Linked DNA regions of Sus scrofa: region 1 is linked to region 2. The links are chromatin contacts, called in public HiChIP or PLAC-seq maps. All regions are on one chromosome and are shown on one strand. The core of a region is the stretch at or near the end of the contact, and the rest is flanking DNA. Distances in the headings are between cores, read along the strand shown. Region 1 overlaps STIM2 (stromal interaction molecule 2). Region 2 overlaps TBC1D19 (TBC1 domain family member 19).

Region 1 (4,920 bases), core at 169-2,668, 220 kb before region 2:
ATACCAACTATGTACCAGATTTTCCTGCCTTCTAATTTTGAGAGGCTGATTACCCTCCAGACAAGATACAGAAATGCTTCTTCAAACTATGTGGAACTGTGGATTATATGACATTACATGAAAATTAATTTTCCAGTTAAACTCACTTCTATAAACAAAAGCTTTTAATAGCAGTATGGGAAAACATGAACTTTGGAACAAGATACATGTAATCTTGCCTTTGCTACATAATAGCTGTGTGACCTAAGGCAAATTATTTAACCCCTCTACACATCCTCATCTGTAAACGAGAATAATATTTACGTATAGTGAGGATGACAATTTATAAGCAAACCATCTGTAACGCTGTGCATAGCATAAACTTCTGGCACAGAGGAAGCCCTCATAAAATTGGGTTCCTTATTTCTGGACTCATGTTGGACAGAGGTGCTTTTAAATACCCAGTTCTCTCCTTTAAACCACCCTCACTGACTCGGGATCTCACCAGGATGACTACATTTGTGCTGGCATATAACCTCGCCGTCATCTTCGGGTTCCCTGAGGTGTGCAGGCCCCCTGCGCCCCAAGCCCCATACCAGAATGTTTGTGCTCTGGGGGTCCTTCTTTACGTTGTGGCTTTTCCCTCACTGTGAGGCGGTCTCCTGTAAAATACTGCTATCAGTTTATGTCTCTACAGAATTCCTACTGCTTTCCTATCTCCAAAGTTCAGAAAAACAGCTAACAAGCTTTTCAGGTGAAGTCTCGGTGGAAACAGGCATGGGGCTCTCACAGGACCACAGGCCACCGTATCTAATTCTGAGACACTGTCTCATTTGGGCTGGGCCTTTTTTCTTAACTCCTTGGTTCTTTACTACATTCTGTACAGACCAGGTTTATCAGGTAAACCGACCTGAGTGCAAAATAGGTCGAGGAGTCAGCTTAGAGAACAAACTCCTTACGTGGAAAAGACCAGAAAACAGATGATGTCTGGGGTATGAAAGAAAGAACAGTTAACAGTTAACAAAAGACAGCTGCATTCAGTCAGACAATTCCTACCAAAAGTGACAATCTTGAAGGAAGTAGTAATGTCCCCCGAACATTTTCTCATGAGTTGAAACTGAAACTCCTCCATTACCTAGGTTTTATTTCTTATTTAATACCTGACTGAGAAGGCAACAGTGCACAAAGCAAAGTGGGAGGCAGAATACCTAGGCTCTGGGCCCTGCTTTACGAGTGAGTCACTCTCCATTAACTCGAGTAAGTTTTCTCTTCTTCATTCTGCTCCTCAGTTTTTTATCAGTAAAGAAAGGGTCAAAGTCAGAAGGAGATTAGGCCATGGAAAGAGAGGTTGGAGTGACATGCTTTGAAGATGAAGGAAGGGGCCAGGAGCCAAGAAATGCAGGCAGCCTGTAGGAGTTGGAAACGGCAAGGAAACAGATCCTCCCCTGGAGCCTCCAGAAGGAATGTAGCCCTGAGGACCTATTTTAGACTCTGACTTCAAGAACTATAAGATAATAAATGTGTGTTGTTTTAAGCCACTATGTTTGTGGTGATTTTTTTTTTTATAGCAGAATTATAAAACTAATATGAGTGCCTGTAATTAAATTCTCCCAGGACCTCCCCCCCCTCCTTTTCTGAAGGATTGTGCAATGCCTGAATTCTATCTTGGGTAAATGCACAATAGAAGCAGATATTAGAAAGGGTATGTTTTAGACAACTTCAGAATTTGTGGCAGATTATGTTCTAAAACCAAGAACAGGATTCAGATGGATATTTCATAGAGATTCTTAACATCTGCAGACGTTTAATATTAGATATACTGTACTAGGTTATAGCCAGAAACGGAAACATACTATAGATGTTAGGTTAGGGAAACACCTTAAAATCACTTAGGACAATTAACATGGCGTGGGACAGGGCTTCACGAAGGACTGAACATGATGGCAACTTCATCTTTTAGTGGGTACTTTGTTATTTTGCTATATGAACACTGACCAATGCTAACAATATGAACAGACGGCTCTCTTGCCAACAAGGGAAGAGCATATGATACATGACGGAACTAAATGCAGGAGACTGAACAGAACCCCGAAAAACGCCTCAGCGGGCAATACCAATACCCTCGCAAATACTTTTTAAAATATGAAATACCTGTTCCAATTCCTGCTCTGCATATTGACGTCTACTCAATTCACATTCAGCTCCCTCCCTTAGCTCTCTCAGCCGACAAGCCTCCTCCTTTGCGTAATTGATTTCATCCATCATTTTGCGCTCTAGGTTTTGCTTTTCTACAGCAACATTTCTGTTTTCTTCCTGTGCCTTTTCAAGCCTTACAGAACAATAAAAATGAAAATTCCTCACAAAAGTTTCCAAAATTTCATCACTTTAAATGAAGAATAAATATGTATCAAGCAATAGGATACATGTTTCAATCCGAATTCGTAGCACTGGTTTTTTTACCAGTCTTAAACTTGGACAACAAAAACGTCAGGTAGCCTGCTACGTAGCTCTTCTGGCCACCTTGAGTGAGAAATACAGGGAAAGCGGGGAAATGCCCATCACAAGAAGACTTTTAGGAAAATCATACGTATTTAAATCATGTTAAAAATAAAATTCGATGACACAATTCTACCGATATTTATTTCCACTGGTCTTCCACCCATTTATTCCCTACCACATACTTTTAGAATAAAGCTGTAATTATGATAATGTGATACTTTTCTAAAAATATGAGGTGTACATACCATTCCTGATGTACCAACCTACATACAAATGTGTAGGTACATGCCCATATTACAGATTCACCAACTGTATTTTCCCCACACAAATAACAAGGTTTAGAGTCTTTTCTACCTACTCACCTCTCTTGTAAGTCCATGAGACTTTGCTCTGCAGTCTGTAGACTCTCTAAGTCTTTCATCATTTTTGCAACATGTTCTTTTGATGTCTTATTCTGTGTGTAAGCAAACCAGCACCCTCCAACACCAATTACTATAGAAACAGTGAGGATAAAATCTTTCATCCAATTATGAGGAGGGCCTAGGAAGAGAATTACAGATGGTTAATCTTTGAGTATAATAGAATCTCAACACAGAGCCACTTATTTTAAAAAGTATTAGATATCTAAAACCAAAACAAAATATGGAAACATCCCTCCTATTATACAAGCTCTGGCCTTTTAATAATTTTTTTTCAAATAATCAGTGTACTTATTATAACTATGTGATATACTAGACCTACAGGAGAGCAGAGATAAACCTGCACGGATGCACCATGCCCCTTCTGTACAAGAGGCAGTGACAAAACTCCTGGGACCTCTGAAAAAGCAACAGCATCTCCAATCATGTACAGAGAGGTCTTCTGCGGGTAAAAGAAGCTATAAAGAGTATCACCATTATTCCAACTCCTTTCCTTTAGACAAGTTAGGCAGCTGTCATGCTTTGATCAACAAACTGAAATCCTAATCATCCACCAAAAAGCATTAGCCCCAGGCATGCAACTAATTGATGTTAATCAGTGATTCTCAACCAAAGGTGATATTCCCCCCAGCAGACACTGGACAATTTCCACTTTGCCACAACGGGAAAGGTGGAAGTGGGGGGTGTTTGTTACTGGTTTCTCTGGTAGGAAGAGGCCAGGGATGTTGCTAAACATCCAGAAAGGCACAATTCTTCCCTGCCCACCTCTGGTGGGAACAAAGACTTATCCAGGAATTGTCCAGCCCAGAATGTGAATAGTAGCAAGGTCGAGAAACCACGGGTTAAACGATCTTCATGAGTAATGTTTTCGGTGGCTACTTGCCAGAGATATCTGGGTTACTAGAGGGAAACGTGGACTGCCTGCCCTGTGGCACAGGCATGACCAACCCCCCGCGTGGTTTCTAATGTCAGGAGCAAGGAGCTAGGGCCTGCTGTCTTCTTCAGTGATACAAAACAAAGACAGTGCCAGTCAAATAATTTCCTAGTTTATCCCTGAGTGTGGGGGCTCTCTGGAGAGAGATATGATAACCAATACAATATAATGCAGTATTTGTTATGAAGAGATAACTGTTTTTCATTGAAAAACTGCCTAACTGTCCAGGTCGCCATCAAGACATTTTGCGTGTCTAATGAGATGACGAGCTCTACAGAAATGGCAAGTTCTCATGTTTACCAATTTAGGGCTCATATATATTTACACAGTGTGATAAATACTGTGCTCTCTACCAGAGACCCTCAGCTATGCTTGTCTCCAGAGTGCAGACCCTCGCCTAACGGGAAAGAGATTCTCCCTTCACCCTTTAGTAGAAGGCTAAAACCTCCAAAGGGTTTATTTTTATTCTGCCTCAGACCGAGAGGTTCAGCTCAGGCTCTAGTTCAAATAGGAGCCTTGTTCAGGCTGAACTATCATCACCAGAAATAACAGTAACAGATGGACAAGTCCCAAACTGGGCAATAAGTACCACAAACTGGACAAGATTTTAGTAAAGACTCCTTTAAAATGTATCTCTGTTCACTTGACAATGCTAGTTTTTTTTTTTTAATAAATCTAACGTGGGTGTTCCAACTGCAGGGATCATTCCCTCAAATAATAATTCTAAGACAAACACATTAAAAAGGTAATGCATCATTAACTTCTTAACTGGTTTGTTTATTAAAACATTTGTTTTCAACATTCTTTGAGACTAGTTTGGTTTCTTTTCAAATAATACTGCTTGGCTTAGAGGGTAGTTTGTTCTTGGATGAATAAAATAGAAACATTCCCGACCAGGTTGTATATATAGAGAAATTCTATAGTTTAAGTCCTATTTGCCCCAATCATTCACATGGAAAAATTAGATCGAATCTCAACAGAAGACAACCAACCCCCAGCAGATTCAGTTGAAAACTTAGGACAAGGAAAAGGTTAGAAAGGGTATCATCTCTGTGGAATGCCTGGCACTTCGATAGTGTTCCATTTCCT
Region 2 (4,263 bases), core at 823-3,322:
ACCTATACCACAGCTCATGGCAACGCCGGATCCTTAACCCACTGAGCGAGGCCAGGGATCAAACCCACAACCCCATGGTTCCTAGTTGGATCCCTTAACCATTGAGCCATGACAGAAACTCCCATAAATTTATTTTGATGTAGGTGTTTCTTACTGATGCAATGGAGAGGCTTCTGAAAAGTTATATGTGGACTGAATTTTTAAATATATCAAATGATGTTTCAAATAGATCAAAGAGATATCCTAATAAAATTTTGGCAATAAAGTCTTTCTTAAAAATATTTTTATACCATTTTGTTACATTTATATTTTTATACTCAGCATTGACTTTCTTAGAGTGTCATAAACGGATATGTCTGTGGGGCGGGCTCCTGTGGGTTGATCTGGATATTTACATTAATGTTGCCTACGGGAAAAAGAAGTTGAAACTTTGAAGGAAAAAAAGCCCAACAAACAAATCAAACTATTATGGAACATCTTAAAGGTCAATAATATATATTAAGCAGAAAATATTTGGATTTTTGTTTGCATTAATTGCATGCATATGAAAAGAGAGTAATGCTCACATTCGTCCCCCCCCTTTTTTTTTTGTCTCTTTAGGGCTGCATCTGAGGCATACAGAGGTTCCCAGACTAGGGGTCGAATTGCAGCTGTAGTCGCTGGCCTACACCACAGCCACAGCAATGCAGGATCCGAGCCATGTTTGAGACCTACACCACAGCTTACGGAAACACTGGATCCTTAACCCACTGAGCAAGGCCAGGGACCGAACCTGCGTCCTCATGGATACTAGTCAGATTTGTTCCCACTGAGCCACGACGGAAACTCTGTGTTACGTCTTATTATATAATCCACCATAAAGCTCATGGAAGAGAATGAGTCACCATGAACAATTTAAGAGGTTTAGGAAACGCTGACAAGGAGACGGTACTGTACGGAGAGGATGCTTGACTCCTCCCCCTTTTTTCATTACCAGTGGGGGCAGTTCATTCCCTACCTCTCAAGTCCTTGAAGTTTAGGTAATACATGGTGAGGAATTTTAAAATTATTTGGAAGACTATTCCTACATACATTGCATAGCTAATGCAAATACATTTTAAATACATTTTTACTATGGGAATAACGATAACAGCAGTTATTTCTCATACCAACTCTATGAGTTAAGTACCATTTTACTAACATGGAAACTGAGGCACTGGGAGCTTGGATGACATAGAGTCACACAGGTAGAAAATAGTAGAGTGAATACTCAACTCTGGCTCTAGAAGCCAAGCATTTAAACAGTAAGTGATGACATTCCTGAGACTGAAGGTAAGTAAGCACGATGACTCATTCCTGCCACGGTAATCTGTGTGCTTTCCTAAGAACTGTCTTCTCTTCTGTCCTGAGAGATGGCCTGAAGGATGACACCCTGGTGGTCCTGGGCTCTGACCCACCTAGCAGGTGGCTGTGCCTATGGAGTAGAAGTCAGGATCCAGGCCTCTTAATTGCCCCAGATAGAGGCAGAGTGGAACCAGTGACTGGGGAGCAAAGGCATTTTTTGACAGGACAGCAGACTGTGGACAGTTTGGCAAAAAAGCATTAAAACTAGTTAGGAAAATGCTGGGGGAAAAAGATGGTAAGGGTAAAATAATTTGAAAAGTCAAATCAACTGGGATTATTTAATATGTAACAAGGGATAGAAGAGATCTGGGGCAAAGAATTTATCCTTTAATTGAAATGGAGAAAAACTTAAGTACTTTAACATCCCTGAGCTTCCATTTTCACAAGAATATCAAAGAAAGCCATTTCTGTGGGCCAGCAACTTCTGTATCGTTTTCTCATATCTGGAATCATATATGACAATGGAGACATTTTAGAAGCAAGGGGTGTGGTCCCTCTTTCCTTTTTTGTGTGTAATTTCACTGAGCTGGTGAAAGCTGGACAGGATGGTCAAATTTTCTGCTGTAGCAGGAAAGAGTTCTACACGGTGGGAAATAGTTTTTCCAAAGGTAGATAAGAGGGAGAATAAAAGCGCAGTTCACTAATTAACTTCAGCATCCACAACGCTTATGTGCTCATAACCTTTATTTATCTTGGTGTCACATCACAGAAGTTCCTTTCCTTTTGCTCATGTTTGGTTTGCCCAGCCCTTCCGCAGAGCAGGTTTCTTTGCCAAGGAGAAAAGGTCTACGCTTTGGGATATTTTCAACTAAAAGCATGCTTCATATGAAAAAAAGAAACTCACATATTTACATCTGGTCCTTTAGACTGTTCTCATTACTTTAAGCAACTCTGTCGTGAACATTAAGATACCTGTGCTTTAAACTGTTCTTCAAAAGGCCCTAGTTAATTTGCAATCAAAACCAGTCAGTATTTACTAAAACATTTCTAAAGACTATGTAAATTGACGTGGGCAAAAAAGGTGGTCCCCAATATTCAGACCAAAACATGTATAAAATAATCAAAACGAATTCACCTACGTCTGTATGCAATTACCTACCCTGTGGCTCTTTATCTGAATTCCATGGTAGGAACTGCCTCAGTCTAATTCCATTTCTAGATATTCTATATCTCTTCTCTTTGGATTTTTTTTTTTTTAAACACTCAGAGAAAGGGAATGGATGTAATGGTGTGGCTGCATTTCTACCTACACATCAATCACGTTTTTATTAACGTATTAAGGTCACAGCAGAGTGCCTAGCTTAGAGCAAATGCAGCATTCAACATTCGTTTATTTCTTTTACGTTAGTTTGCTGACAGGTGATAAGCGACAGGATGGGAGAATTTAAATTGGAAGAGGCCTTGAAGGTCTTCCAATTCAACATTTCTTTCATATAGAAAACCTCTTAACCCTGCAGGTAACAGTTAAAAAGCTCATTCTACTTTCGGAAAATCATAATTATCAGAAGGCACTTGGTTACACTGAACCCGTTTCTTTAATATGCTCTGTATATCTTTTTGAAATGATACAAAAAGGTACATACAATAGCCTTCAAATTTATGACCTACCCAGAAGAGCTACTTGGTAGAAAATCTGAAGTCCTTTTACCTGAGAAATGGTAGCAAAAAACCAAGACTACTTAACCCGGAAAATAGAAGACGTTGGGGAAAGGGGGTGGGTGAGAGAGTAGAAAAAACACCATGGTGACCCTGGCTTAGTGGTGGTACATTTTAACAAGTTATATGATCTAGACACAAGACGGGCTACTTCATAAGACAGGGATTACCTACCACCGAATGTTCAGAGGATGAGAACTGCCTGTCGGAAATATTTAAAAGAAGTTATACCTGATGACCTGTGGGCTTCCTTCCATCTCTAGATTGTATCTATCACTGCCACGCAGCCCAAAGAGGTGATGGCAGACCATTTTCCCCTAACTCACATTTGCCTGGACTTTAAAAACAATTGAGATAGAAATTATTCTATTACTCTACAATTATTGAGCTAGAAATACTAGGAGCTGTTAAAAACACCAGTAAATAGTATCTCTGAATGTACCAGGGACAACATTTACCTTCATGGCACTTTATTATTACTCTAATGTCCTTTTCAAAATGCCACATAATTATTCTAGACCTCTTGACATTCAAAAATATGTTGACATGGTACCTAGAAAATCTTTTGCAAGAAAAGAGTCTTTGATTAAGCATTACTTCCAAATGGCCCACAGACGTGCCTTCACAATGCAATCACTGGGTAAAGAACCAAAGACTGAAACGTGTTAGATACTTTGTTCAATATCACACAACTGGAGATGGTTGGAAGCAGCACTCTGCCAAATTCTCTGCTCTCGGTCCCTGTGATAACCCTGTAATACTTATCTCAATTTCCTGATAGTTTCAATGCTGAAAAATAACTGCATCTATTTTACAAAGGAGAAGCAAAATAACTGAATAAGAAATCTGTGCCCTATGTGTTACCATACAGTTGCCCTCTGTTATATCTGTTATAAAAACTGCTTAGGGAGAGATGGATTTTGTGGCTGCCTGAAAAAAGGATGAATTCCTTTTGGCTTAAGAGAATATCTCAATGGGCAAACTTAGCCACCAGGGCAGGAGTCAGAGACTGTTAGCAAGAAAAAAAAAAAAAAAAAAAAAAGTTCTGAATTCAGTATAAACTGAAGTCCAGAAGAGATGAGATGTCAACTCTGCAGGGAAGTTCAGTCTCAGCTTGGATTTAGGTAGCAGGTGAGAAGGGGCCTGGAATAGAACACTAAGAGGAGTCCAGGGAAGAATGGATGTCTGCCTACACTCTGCTGCACAACTCACGGGAGCTGATAC

Evidence for each region. HiChIP or PLAC-seq counts read pairs in DNA pulled down with a chosen protein or histone mark.
Region 1: a contact with region 2 is called in an H3K27ac HiChIP or PLAC-seq map of skeletal muscle, with 4 times the contacts expected there. The contact joins two enhancer-like sites. A contact is called at or near these places in 1 of 47 Hi-C or Micro-C datasets (skeletal muscle) and 1 of 2 datasets of contacts at active chromatin or transcription factors (skeletal muscle).

Annotation. Positions count from the first base shown.
Region 1 is chr8:20,584,714-20,589,633 of Sscrofa11.1, reverse strand. It overlaps STIM2 (stromal interaction molecule 2), which reads right to left. Exons shown (of 15, transcript XM_003128897.6): 7 at 2,841-3,018; 8 at 2,131-2,308. Among named protein-coding and RNA genes, the nearest start is that of STIM2, 130 kb to the right of the region's middle. Within about 2 kb of position 1,418, at least 4 of the 83 cell types and tissues checked have an H3K27ac peak or open chromatin away from gene starts, as enhancers often do. A contact at or near this core is called in skeletal muscle, where this site is marked.
Region 2 is chr8:20,362,925-20,367,187 of Sscrofa11.1, reverse strand. All of the region lies in intron 20 of TBC1D19 (TBC1 domain family member 19), which reads right to left. Among named protein-coding and RNA genes, the nearest start is that of STIM2, 91 kb to the left of the region's middle. Within about 2 kb of position 2,072, at least 5 of the 83 cell types and tissues checked have an H3K27ac peak or open chromatin away from gene starts, as enhancers often do. A contact at or near this core is called in skeletal muscle, where this site is marked.